Regions from separate parts of the Gossypium arboreum genome. Here region 2 is linked to region 1. The links are chromatin contacts, called in public Hi-C maps. All regions are on one chromosome and are shown on one strand. Each heading gives the region's core, a stretch centred on a gene start, on an enhancer-like site or on the middle of the called end of the contact. The rest is flanking DNA. Distances are from core to core; before and after follow the strand shown.

Region 1 (6,641 bases), core at 1,011-3,510:
TTTAAGTTCCTTTATATGTATTATCTTATTTTAGAATGTTGGTATATTAATCATCATAAGTCGCCTCGCATTATGTATTTCAAATTACTTTTATAGTGTCTATTTTTAAACCTTTTTTATTTGTTTAAGATTTTTTATTATTTATTTCAAATTGTTATCATTTAGTTCATTTTCTTTGATCATTAATATTGGCATTTAAATGATGTATATTACGTGATTATTGCCATCATAAACTATGAATCGTTTATTAGTACATTCATATTGTTGTCATTCGTTAGCATAAAACTTTATTTGCATACCATTTTTAGATATTTTATCAATTTTCATCCTAAATTCATAAAAAAAAATTAATAAATGCAATATTCTGTGTTTAGAAATTCGAGAGATCGTGCCCTAACGTACTGGGTTTCGATTTTTCTCGTTTGACCCAAATGTCCTAATATCCTATTAAAATTAAAATGCATGAATTTTGAAAATCAAAAGACAAGCTTATTCTCGAGGGTTTAAAATGTCGTGTCCTAACGTACTGGATGTGACATTTTATTACTTCGGGACAAGAAGGTCTTTAGCATCGGCTTCAATTTATCCAAATATTTTTTTTGTAAAATTAACGTTAATAAAAAAGAGAGGATCGTATTTTAAATGCTTTTCAAGTTTTCAACTTTCGACGTTTAGACATTAATTAATCAATTATGTACCAATTCTGGGCATTATGAGGGTGCTAATCTTTCCTCGTACGTAGCCGACTCCCGAACCTATTTTCTCAAATTTCGTAGACTAAAATTGGTGTTTTAGTAAATAAAACATTTTATCAAAACGATCGATCATGAAGTGACCCAATCACACCTCATTAAAAAGGATTGGTGGCGACTCCCATTTTTCGTTTTCTTTTTAAATAAAAGTCGACAATTTAAAAAAAAAGAGTTTCGACATCAACTTTGTCCAATTTTAACAAACGTACTTGAAGTTCAAAAAATAATTCATATACCCACTGCAAATGTCTCTACAAGGTTGATTGTCCCTGAAAGGCATCTTATAGGTATTTCAACCCATGAATCTAACATTAGACCTATGATGCAAAGGACTCTATTTCAAAAAAAAATAAGGGAAATCAAAAACACCTTTTAAGTGGACATTCTAGAAGAGGTCAATGACATTCTAAAAGAGGCCAATAGAAATCAACAACCTCGTACTTCTAGACAAGAAACTTCAGAACTGGCTTTTGATCACTATAGTAAATTAGAGGAATAGCGGCCTTTTTTTAAGCAAAAAATATTAATGGCATAGGAGAAACCAGAAACGCCGCTAGTAAAGGGGCAATTAGGGGTGTTCAATCGTTTAACCGACCGGTTAACCGACCCGAAATAATATTAACCGAATTAACTGACCTTTCAAAATTTTTAACCATTAATCGAACCGAAATTTTTTCAACAAAATTAACCGAACCTAAATTTTTTCGGTTAATTCGGTCGGTTAACCGAATTAACCGAAAATTATATTTTTTTTTATTTTTGGTTAAAATAAGTATAAAATTAACCGAATTAACCGAATTAATCGAATTAATCGAATTAACCGAATTACCCGAATTAACCGAATTAACCGAATTACCCAAATTAACCAAATTAACCGAATTATTTGTATAAAATTATATGTTTTTTTATTTTTATTTATTAAATTATTTGTAATTTTTATGATTGGATTGGGTTGGGTACTTGGGTTAATATATATTAGATTGGGTATTTGGGTTTACGTTGAATTGAGTTTGAATAAATAGTGGGCTATTTATATATTATAAATTTATTTATTAATATTTATGGTTAAACCGAAAATATTTGGTTAACTGACCGGTTTCGAATCGAATTAACCGTTAACCGAAAACTCAAAAAATTATTAATCGACTCCCGACCGAATTAATTCGGTTAACCGACCGATTAACCGAATTTGGTCGGTTAACCGAATTTTTTTAGTTTTACCCGAATTTTGCACAACCCTATGGGCAATTGTAAGAGGGGAGTGTAGGGTATTTTTTGCAAGTATTTTTATACTTCATTGCTGGTGTTGTTGCTGTCAACATCGCTTGTATTTGTCGTTTCTTGTTTCTGTGCTTGGTTAATAATATTCTATTCATATGCTGAGCAAGAAAAAGAAAATAGTATCGAGTCGACTAAAATAGTCGGCACAAGGACAGTATAGGACGTTTTGCAAAAGCGTCCAATGGTTTTACAACTTGAATTCATGCTCGTCAAACACATCAATGCCGATGGTTTGCATAAAAGAAGGCTGATGTGTAAGAAGATTGTGGCTACGTCGAACAGCAAAGATAGGAATATCTTTACCCTCAAAATCAGTCATCCTCATCTTCGACTACAGTGTCACATTGAAGCCCTTTAAAGTCATTGAATTCTCCCATTTCTCCAACATCATCACTGAAATTTAGAAAGCTTCGAGGCCTTACCTATCCCTTCCTGGCAAAGCATAGATCATAAATCGATAATTTCCTTTGTAAGCTTTACTTTCCATTTCCATTACTAGATGACACGCAATTTTTAACGGGACAAGTTTCATATAAGAATGGACTCGGCACTTAGTCATCCTTGGTCCATCAACTTTCGCCTTCATAGAAAGGCAAACCGAAGTGTGTACATTCACCAACTATTGGTGCAGATTCACAAATCTCTTTCATTTTCAACATGTCTTTTGTTTGTATTATATTTTAAAATCTGTGGTATATTTGGAAGCACAGACAATGCTGAAGCTTTTGTGTATATGTATTCGACACAAATACATTTTTAATACGTAAAAATATGTATAAAACTCGGCTGAATGTAATGAAAAAGAAAACTCCATTCAACACAAAACAAATAATAATAGATTTAAAAAAAAATACAAGGTCTTGGCATGGGTATAAATACTAAATTTTCAGGAAAAAGAAAAGGGAAATCACTGACGTTGAAGCAATGGTGGCCCTGGAAGATTATATAGAAGAAACAACCTCACATCCCAAGTAGTACTGAGAAATTAGGTTTTCTGGTTTATTTATAAATGGGGCTTTTTTTAAGAAGTCGATTTCAGGCCCAAATAAGATTATACTACTATTAAGACGAAGTAATGTTAATTGGGCTTAAAGTTATAATTTTTTAATTGATTCTTGAATGAAATGAACATCACCTTTTAAAGATAACTATACAACAAAGTTTAGGGTTCTTAATATTTGGAATTCGAAAAAAACTCTTGTATCAGGCCATATTATTTTAATCAAGAGAATAAAACAAGTAATTTTGAGTTTATGGAAGAAAATTAATAAAATAGGGTATCTTCAAACGAAGAGCTTAAGATACAAATAGTTTAACACTTAGCTAAACCCATGTTCTTTATACCTTAAATTCACATGTTTTAACTCCGATTATAAGGTATTTAATCATTAATTCAACAAAATATTGGTGCAAACGGATGTTGCAATGAATGTTTCAACGCTGCAAGCAACAATATGCTGCCTAATTCTTTTCATATACAATGGGTAATTATGGCTTTATATTGGATTTAGATCGATTTAATTTAGGGTTTAAAAAATTATGGGGTTTTTACTCTCTTTTTTTTCTTATTTAAGAGGATGGTGATTGAGAAAGTTAGAAGATTAGAATTATGTATTAAAGGAATAATGAAATAGCTATCATATCCCAATTTTTAGGAGACTAACTTATCGACCGTGGGAAAGTAGGCATGGAGTCCTTTCAAAAGTTCAATCATTCTCTTCTACTTGACACACTATAATTTCATTTTGTGGGAACATTCAGTAGGAAAGCTTGAGGATTAGTGAGTGAACTCATTAAGTGTGAGACTTGCAATAATTTCTAAATTGATTAAGCTTAAATTATAGTTTGTTGAATTCAATTTTGAATAAGATCTTACAAACGTAAATTTAAAACCAAATGGCCGGTTAATGTTTTGGGGTTTAAATATGGTAAATGTTCTCATATTAGGATTTGAATTTTTTTTTCCTCACATATAGCCTTGCATTTTTTTTTTTGTCCAATTTAGTCTCCAATATTTTCTTGAAAAAATGTTGAACAAAAAAAGTTCAAGTCTTAGTATGAGAATAATTATCAAGTTTAAGGATTACCTTGGATAAATAGAAATTCAGGCCTAATGTAAGAATAGTTGCCTAGTTAAAATCTAATGAGAGAATAATTGCTAACTTTAAAGACCAATTTAAAAGAAAAATAAACCCTAATATTAAAAATCAAAGTCAAACCCAAAAGGGAATATCCAAAAATAAGAATGTTGTTTATAACTTTTAGTATTGTATCTCGTTTTTTTACTTGTTACAACGAAACTGCAATAAAACTTAAAAGAGTTATTTAGAGGTTTTCGAAAATTTGAATAAAAATATGTATGAAAGAGCTGTTTTTTATTCATTATTCTCGAAAATCAAAATGCTCTCACAAATTGATATATACATACATATTTTTCCAGCTAAACTAACTATTTTAAAGACAAAAAGTATTCAAAGATTTGTGCTGAAGGAAGAAGATTAAGAAAATAAACGATGAATTAAGGGCATGCATTTGCAATCTTTGTTGCGTCAAAAAGTTGGTGCAACATTATTCTTGGACTTACTAATTTAACTTTGCTCAATACCTCTATATTCAACTTTATATTTCTTATATATTACATCTCCATCATATTATGTTTTTTTAATTATTTTCTTATGTTCACATTTAATGAAAAATTGAAAACACAATCGTCTTGAAATTAGGGTTTTTGGTTTTCCACAAGTCACATACACGTTAATCTTTCTTTAAATATTAGTGTATTCATATTTCTTACAATTCATTCCATATTCATAGTCATTCCACATGTTTAGAGTCTGAATTTTAAAATATGCATCCAGTTCTTATTCCCAAGTTACAAAAGCTTTTGGATTAAAATGATACAATACATGATTAGTATGTATCCTTTCAATTTGTTTTAAGCAATAATCCTTATATTTGTATTATATTCACATATATGTTATAATTATGTTCATGAAGGGATCCAAAGTGGCAAACAAAGTCCTTCACCCCTTAATGGGCATATCCTAATTTTGGCCAATTTTTTTTTTATCATCTTTTATTCTGCCTCAAACATCAAATTTTAGACTTATCTTTGCTCTTGTTTAAGTATTATAAATTTATAGAATTTTTATACATTGATAATTTGTATCAAATAAATTTTAATATAAATATTTTATCCTATATTTAATTTTTTTATCTTGTTTAGATTAAGCTACACTTATGCATTATCAAAGTTTACAAAGGAATCAAGCTTTAAAAAGTTATTTTGTAAATATTTATAAAACTTCAAATATCATATGAAATTTCGGATTTAAAAATAAATAAATATCAGCCGACTAACGATATTTTTATAGTGTAGATGGTTTAAATGAAAATATAATATTAAATTTATATCAAAGCACAAATATTGTACAAGGACGAAAATTATTATTTTTCCTAATATTATAATATCAATAATCTAACGAAACCCATAAGGTTTCCTTTGTTGACATATGTCCTTTAAAAATAGTTCTGATGGGTTTGGGCTTCATACAATTCTTGTTTATTGCGTTGATAGAGAGTTTGTGAATAAAAGTATTATGAAAACCTTTTATTAAAAGTTGAATTATATTTTATTTTTTAACTTAAAATTAGATAAATTAATTTATATACATTAGATTAAAAAACAAATCAATCCTTGTGTTAAAAATTTAATTCAAATTTGTTGTTAAAATTTGATCCTTGTACATCGGCATGATGAACACGTGGCACGCCACATGTCACTTCATGGTTATTTCATCAAACACTCCAATTTTTAATGGTAAAAATTGATGAAATTTTTAACAAAAATGACTGATTTACTCTTTAATTTAACATATAAAGAATAAACATTGGTTAAATGTGTAACGCCCTGAATTTTGAACTATTGTTGTTAGCACTGTCTATGGCCATGAATCTATTTTAATGGTTAAGTGTTCTATTGTATGGTTGAAGTCAGGGGTTCAAGTCCCACTTTTAAAAAATTTTGTTATTCTTTTGGTTCAACTCTTATCCTTGAACGTTTGAATTAAGTTTATTTCCGCGTTAATCTATGTCAAGAAGGAGCCTGTTGGTTTGATGATTAAGTTTTTGCATACCTTCTAGTCCTATGTTCAAGTATCTGTACATATGTTGAGAAAATATTTTTGCCACTTAGTAAATAAATGTAGTTTTTTTTTTTACAAGTAAATAACTTCTATTGTTTGAAACTTAATTTTTTTCTTATTTTTCCCTTTTCTCTCTACTGTTCTTCTTCTTCTCTTTTTGTTTCTTTTTTTTCCTTTCATCCTTTGATTGCTTCCATAAGTTGCAATTGGGTTTAATTGGGTGTTCTGTGTAGTTTGTTGCTTCGATTATTGATTTATTGCGTAAGTTTTTTCGTTATTCTTCGTCTATTCTCACTAGATTTTGTCTGTTTCGTTGAGGTTAGATATTACTGTCACTCATTGTGAATTTTCGTTAATGGTTCAAGTGGACCTTTTTCTAGGAAAATATTTCGAAAGTAACACCCCTCCACTGAATTAGGTTCAAATTGTTGCTGCTCGCTTGCCAGTAAGCAAAAATTTTCTA
Region 2 (7,241 bases), core at 1,319-3,818, 110 kb after region 1:
AATCTTTAAAACTCATAGCAAATATTGATGTTTCAACCTGCATGATAAAACAAATAAGACTGAAAAACCAAATAATAAAATTAAATTTCTATGTCGTAGATCAGAATATAAGCATCATACCTCCTCAGGACTTCCTCCTCCATGATCCCCGTTTAAGGTTTGTCCATGATCACCCATTACAAGAAGTAAACTATTCTCATGTAACTTGCCAGGTCCAGACTGGTTCTGGAGCTCTTTAATTACTTTCTGAATTCAGGCAGAGACATAAAAGCTAAATGTTCTCTTAGGAAGCAACAGAAGGATAAAAATAGAAGTAAATGCAACATGAGTTCTACAAGATATTTTCCATGTCAAGCATCCAGAAGACTAAATAGCAAAAATAAGTTCTCTATAGAAAATTTTGCGAAACAGGTAGGTTTGGTTGGGGCTGTTTATTTCTTAAAAAGTCAGTGAAAAAAGTAAAAATTCATTATAGAAGAGAAAAATGATGGAGAATCCATGGAAGCAGAACAGTAAAGATGCTAAACCATTTGAAAGAAACAACTGTATTGCTTCAAGAAATTACCTCTAAAACTGCATTGTACTGCTCCAGTTTTTCGATCATTGGAGTGGAATCAACACCATGGATATGGCCTGCATGATCCTGACCAAACAGAAGTCCATAAGACGGTGGAGATCATTGCCATTTTGATCATTGGGGGGAGTGTGTAACCGTATGCAAAATCTTAGAAACCTCGTGTAATTTTAGAAACATAAGAATCATCCACAATAGCTTTAAATCAGTTAACCGAACTTTGCAGCACGCGGTGAGAACATATCAATTGATACATTTACACTAAACAAGGTAAAGGTAATAAGTTTAGATAGTTTTTTTTCTTCAGGGCATGTTCCACTTTTAAGGTAAAATTAGATTTCAATAAAAGTAGCATAACACCTAGGTGAAGAGGCAATAAGGAAGAGGAAAACAATTCCACCAAAGAATTAGTAATAATTAGCATAAGATCTAATAAAGAAGCCCCTAGATATTCATATTCAGCTTCAGGCTCCAAAAGAAAATAACCCTGAATAGTTAACTAACCGAATATTTATCTAAACTTTCTCAACTTGAAATAAACCATGTTAATCATACCACACCAAGAAAGTGCGCAATAAGGACATCCCAGTCTTGTTGATATAATGATGGAAGTAGGTGTTCAATGCATCCATTATCTACCTGAATAAAACAACATTGACATCATTTATCGCAACCATTTAAATACAGAGTCACTTTTGACGAATTGCAGTTAAAAACATGGCATACCGTGTTGAGATCCTTAACATTAAAAGAAGGATATGGATAGGATTTGTTAAAATGATTAGGAAACAACTGTGTCCATGTATCGTCTCCCATCATCACCACTCTCTTCCCATTTTGAATCAACTGAAAATAAATAAATAAGTAAAACAAATTAGAATGAAAAACACCAATAAACATTAAGCTTTTCATTTGGTAACCACTTTGCTACTTAGATTTTACATCCTAAACGGGAAAAAAGTAGAAAATAATAGAATAATCAGTTTTTTTTTTTATTTTAAAGAACTAAAATGTCATACTACTCCAGCATAATCGTTCCATGTAAAAGGAAAGGCATACATTCTCCTTTCTTAGAGGGAAAAAAAAAAAAAAAAGAACTTTCAATTCTAAAAAGAAATTAATATTGGAGTTTCTACTCAAATCCACTTCAAATTTTCACTTCCATAAACAGAAAGAGCAATGATCAGATAAACCTGATTAATGAAATTGTCTTCAACAATGGCAGGAGCACCAAAGCTATTCCCAACATCGATAAAAGTAGGGAGCGCCCCTGTTGTCAATCCCTGATAAAATCAACAAAACAAAACCGTGAAATGCTATTTTCATGAACTAAAAACTTTGAAACTTGTAAAACGAAAAGAAAAGAAACCTTCAGACGTTGCAAGCTGGTAGTAGGTGGGTCAGCAATAGCTTTAAAAATCTTAGCTGAAGAAGGATTCTCTGAAGCCATCCTCTGTAACACTTCGAGCTTATCCATCCAAGGTTGTTTTTCCTCAAAAAAGGAGCTTGGAGCAACGAAATCAAATCGCAGCGCATCGAGAACAATGATGATGAGACGGTCAACGGCAGGCTTGGTCCAACAAGAAGAAGAAGAAGGGGACGAATGGCAAGGAGATTGAGAAAGATCAGAGCAGTGGCTGGAATGGGGAAGTTCAGTTCGGGTTAAGAGAAAGCCTTTGGTGAAGATCAAAATGGAAATGATGTGAAGGAACATAATCAGGACCGTCCATTTTCCGAATCTCCACCATCCCCCCATTGTTACTTTCCCTTTTGACGCGGTTGGTTTCGGAATTTAAAAGTAAATTAGCGGAATGGAAAACAGTGATTGTGAGGGACACTGTAAAGTGGAAGAGAAAGGTGACGGCCGTAGCGGGTGGTAGCAGTGGCTAGGAAAGGGCAAAATGGCCAAATTAGTTATATTCGTTGATGACAATTAGCAGCGAAAAGGGCAAACGTCCATTAAAGACGTTTAGGTTAACTAGATTCCGCGACACAAATTTTTGGAAAAGTGATCTTTAAAATTAAATGTGTTAAAACTTTGGGATAATACCATATTTGGCCCCTATATTTATTGAATCTTCTAGTCTAATCCTTTACTTTTAAGATATCTATTTTGGTATCTACAGTTTTACTTTGTCTATTGAGTAGTTCGCACTTTAAATCTCCAAACTTAGCTCTTATTTTCATTTAAATCATAAACCTTTAATTTAATCAAATTACACCATTTAACTTTTATTATTAATAAATTGATTCACTTGTACTAACATTATCAAAATTATTTAACGGAAAAGCTGAATTAACATATATATATATATATATATATATACATATTTACATGTCATCTTATTGATTTTCTTGGCAAATATCTTACTGGCATTTTAAATAATAAAGTAGAATTTTTTAGGGTTTTTCTCAATTTTTGGATTTGGGTAAACTGAGAAGAAAAATTAATCTTTCTATTTCCCAATTGATGCAAGATTGATAGATTAGCCGGTTGATTTCTTTTTTTTTTTTTTTACAAAAATGGATTCTATGCTAGGTATATTGCTTGAGCCATTGGAACTCCCATTGCTTCGTCCTACTACCCTTACAGCTCGACTGGTTTGCTTATGGAAGGCATCTTCGACTCTTTGTCAACTTGAATTTTAGTTTATATGGCTTTAGTAGGTCTAATTGCTACTGATTTCCCTTTTTTTGTAATAAATTGTTGTTGATTTTCTAAGTAAGAGGATGAGTTGCAATTTCATATTTCAACCAATATCCTAGTTCATGCTTTTCCAATAAGCTAGTTTGATGACTTCCTTTAATCTAGGCCTAGTTTTTATATTAGATTATACTATTCATCACGTCAGTTTCTGAAAAATTATAGTTCTTTTTAAAAATTTTCAAGAAAAGGAGATGATGTTAATGTAACCTAGATGGATATTATATTGACAAGCCTTCACTTTTTCACTTATTGTAAAAGATCCAAGTCCAGATTTACAAATATTGAAATTAACACCCAAGGTGAGGGAAACTAGTGGTTCAATGATAGCAAATGTGCAATTCAAAGTGTGAAAATAAAAATAATAAAATAAATAAAATAAAGATTACACAAATTTTACGTGAAAATCCTTTTGGGAAAAAATCACGGGTAGAGGAGAAGAAAATTTACTATGTCGAAAATTTGAATCAATACAAGAGGAATAGACTATTTCTATTTATAGCTTTGTAAAGCCATATTATAGTAGGATTGAAACACCTTATCCTAATCAATATAAAATAGATGGAGTTTAATAAGATTTAAAAACCTTATTCTAAAATAAAATAAAAGAAGTCTAGTTCTATATGGATTTTACTTTTATTTTATTTTTCATTGTATTTTATTTAAATAAGAATTCGGGTCACTTAATTCTAACAATCTCCACCTTGACACAAATTCTCAATGAACAAGTTCTTCATCGCGAACTTTTAATGAACAAGTTCTCCACCTCTTCCATAAAACCCCTTAAGGGTTTAACTTCAACAATAAACACCAACCAATTCTAAGCAATGCTCAAACTTGGTTATAGGAAGTGACTTATTCATCATATCTGCAGGATTTTCATGAGTACTAATTTTGCTCACAACAATATCACCACCAGCAATAATATCACAAAAAAATGATACTAAACATCAATATGTTTTGTTCTCTCATGAAACATTTGATCTTTTGTAAGAAAGATGGCACTCTGACTGTCACAAAAAACTATACTGATTTGAAGGTCTTCATTGAGTTCATTAAATAGTCCCTTCAACCAAATAGCTTCTTTACAAGCCTCAGTAATCGCCATGTACTCAACTTCAGTGGTAGACAAAGTGACTGTAGTTTGCAAAGTGGCTTTCCAACTAACTGCACATCCTCCAATTGTAAAGACGTAACCTATGAGAGATCTTCTTCTATCAAGGTCTCCAACAAAATCAGCATCAACATACCCTATGACTCCATCTTTAGTTCTTCCAAACTGTAAGTAAACATCAGTAGTGCCTCGTAAGTATCTTAAAATCCACTAAACTGCTTTCCAATGTTCTTTACCGGGATTTGCCATCTATCTGCTTACTACACTGTCTGCATATGATAAATCTGGACGTGAACAAACCATAGTATACATGAGAGATCCCACTGCATTAGAGTATGGAACATGTGACATGTACTCAATCTCATCATTTGATTGTGGAGACAAAGTCGATGAAAGTCTGAAATGGGCTGCTAAAGGAGTACTAACAGGCTTAGCACTCTACATATTGAACCTGCAAAGTACTTTCTCAATGTACCCCTTCTGACTTAGGTACAATTTACTTGCTTTTCTATCTCTGAGAATCTCCATACCAAATATCTTCTTTGCTGGTCCTAAATCTTTCATCTCAAATTCTTCACTTAGTTAGGCTTTGACCTTTCTTATCTCTCCTTTATCTTTTGCTGCTATCAACATGTCATCAACATAAAGAAGTAGATACACAAAAGAACCATCACTGTTTTTCTTAAAGTAAACACAACTATCAAAACTACTTCTTTTGAAATCATGAGAAGTCATAAAAGAATCAAACCTCTTGTACCATTGCTTTGGTGACTGTTTCAAACCGTAAAGGGACTTTTTCAGCAAGCAAACATAGTCTTCTTTTTCTGAGACTGTAAAACCCTCTGGTTGTTACATGTAAATATCCTCCTCAAGTTCTCCATACAAAAATGCAGCTTTTACATCTAACTGCTCAAGCTCCAAATCATGCATGGCCACAATACCAAGCAAAGCTCGAATCGAACTATGCTTAACAACTGGGGAGAACACATCTCTAAAGTCCACTCCTGGAATGTAAATGTAACCCTTTGCAACAAGCCTTGCTTTATATATGGGTTTTTCAACTCCTAGAGTCCCTTCTTTCCTTTTAAACACCCATTTACAACGAACAGCCTTTTTATCTTTAGGAAGTTTTACAAATCCCATGTTCTATTTTTATGGAGTGATTCCATCTCCTCTTGCATAGCAAACATCCACTTTTCTGAGTCTTCACAGCTAACTGCCTCAGAATAATTAGATGACTCTTGATTTGCATCTATATCTTCAGCCACATTTAAGGCATAAGCAACTAGATCAGCCTCGGCATACTTCTTTGGAGGTTTAATTTCTCTTCTAGTTCTGTTTTTGGCTATAGAGTATTGCGGTGAAGAAGAAACTCTATTCTCAATTTTTGTACTGGCTTGAGTAGTCGACTCTGTATTAATCTGATGCTCCACCTGCTTTTGATTTTTTTATTGGAAGAGTATTTAAGAGATAAGTTAGGTAGTATAGCAGTTTCATCAAAAACAACATCTCTGCTAATCACAACTTTTCTATTTTCAGTACACCATAACTTATACCCTTTTACACTAGCTTTATAACTAAGAAAAACACATTTAATGGATCTCGGTTCCAATTTTTCATTATCAACATGAGCATACGCAGGACACCCAAAGATCTTTAAATCAGAATAATTAGCAGGATTACTAGACCATACCTCTTGTGGAGTCTTTTTCTTAATGGCAACGGATGGAGATCGGTTGATCAAAAAATATGCAGTAGAGGCTACTTCTACCCGAAACGATTTCGGTAAGTTGGCATTTGACAACATACATCGAACCTTCTCTATGATCATTACATTCATTCGATTCGCAACACCGCTTTTCTTTGTGGAGTATGATGAATCGTCAAGTGTCTTCGATCCTTCGACTTGCACAATCTATTAAACTCATTAGAACAGAACTCTAAGCCATTGTCTGTGCGGAGGTATTTTATCTGTTTTCCTGTCTGTTTTTCAATCATAATTTTCCAAGACTTAAATGCGGAAAACATATCGCTTTTCTACTTCAAGAAGAACTCCCAAGCTTTTCTAGAAAAATCATCAATAAAAGTTAGCATATAATTAGCTCCACCTCTCAAAGGCACTCTGGATGGCCTCCACAGATCAGAATGAATATACTCCAACGTTCCCTTCGTGTTATGAATTCCTCTAGTGAATCGAGCTCTCTTTTGCTTCCCAAAAACCAGTGCTTACAGAAATTTAGTTTGCAAATTTCTTGCCCATCAAGAAGTCCTCTTTTGCTCAATTCTGCCATGCCATTCTCACTCATATGCCCTAGGCGCATATGCCAAAGTTTAGTAATATCATCATCTGACAAGGAAGAGGAAGCGACAGTTGCATCACTAGTAACAGTAAAACCTTGCAAAACATATAACTTGGCAATCTTTCTCTGCCCTTTCATCACAACAAGGGACCCTTTGGAAATATTGAAAACCCCACTTTCAGCTGTGTATCTGTACCCTTTTGAATCAAGAGTACTCAACGAAATTAAATTTCTTTTCAATTCTGGAACATGCCGTACGTCACTAAGTGTTCTGACAACTCCATCAAACATCTTAACTTTAATTGTTCCAACACCTGTGATTTTACACGAAGCATTATTTCCCATTAAAACAACACTTTCAGACACTGTTTCGTAAGTTGTAAACCAATCCCGATTGGGACTCATGTGGAAGGTGCAACCTGAATCAAGTATCCACTCCTCGTTTACTTTAGAATCATTGATAGAAGCGACTAGAAGTTCACCATCGCTGTAGTCTTCTACAACATCAGCTTTACCAGAATTTTCTGGTTGTTTTCCCTTTTGATTTGT

What was found. A called contact is a pair of places that touch in the nucleus more often than the background predicts.
Region 2: a contact with region 1 is called in a Hi-C map of leaf, with 2.6 times the contacts expected there. The contact joins the promoter of LOC108470902 here to the enhancer-like site in region 1. A contact is called at or near these places in 2 of 5 Hi-C or Micro-C datasets (both in leaf).

What each region holds. Positions count from the first base shown.
Region 1 is chr1:106,081,286-106,087,926 of ASM2569848v2, forward strand. No RefSeq gene overlaps it. Among protein-coding and RNA genes, the nearest start is that of LOC108471306, 29 kb to the left of the region's middle. Within about 2 kb of position 2,261, at least 2 of the 2 cell types and tissues checked have an H3K27ac peak or open chromatin away from gene starts, as enhancers often do. A contact at or near this core is called in leaf, where this site is marked.
Region 2 is chr1:106,188,511-106,195,751 of ASM2569848v2, forward strand. LOC108470902 reads right to left here and starts at 2,569. Exons shown (of 18, transcript XM_017772420.2): 1 at 1,944-2,569; 2 at 1,768-1,857; 3 at 1,301-1,420; 4 at 1,130-1,213; 5 at 566-643; 6 at 121-246; 7 at 1-37. The coding sequence starts at 2,330.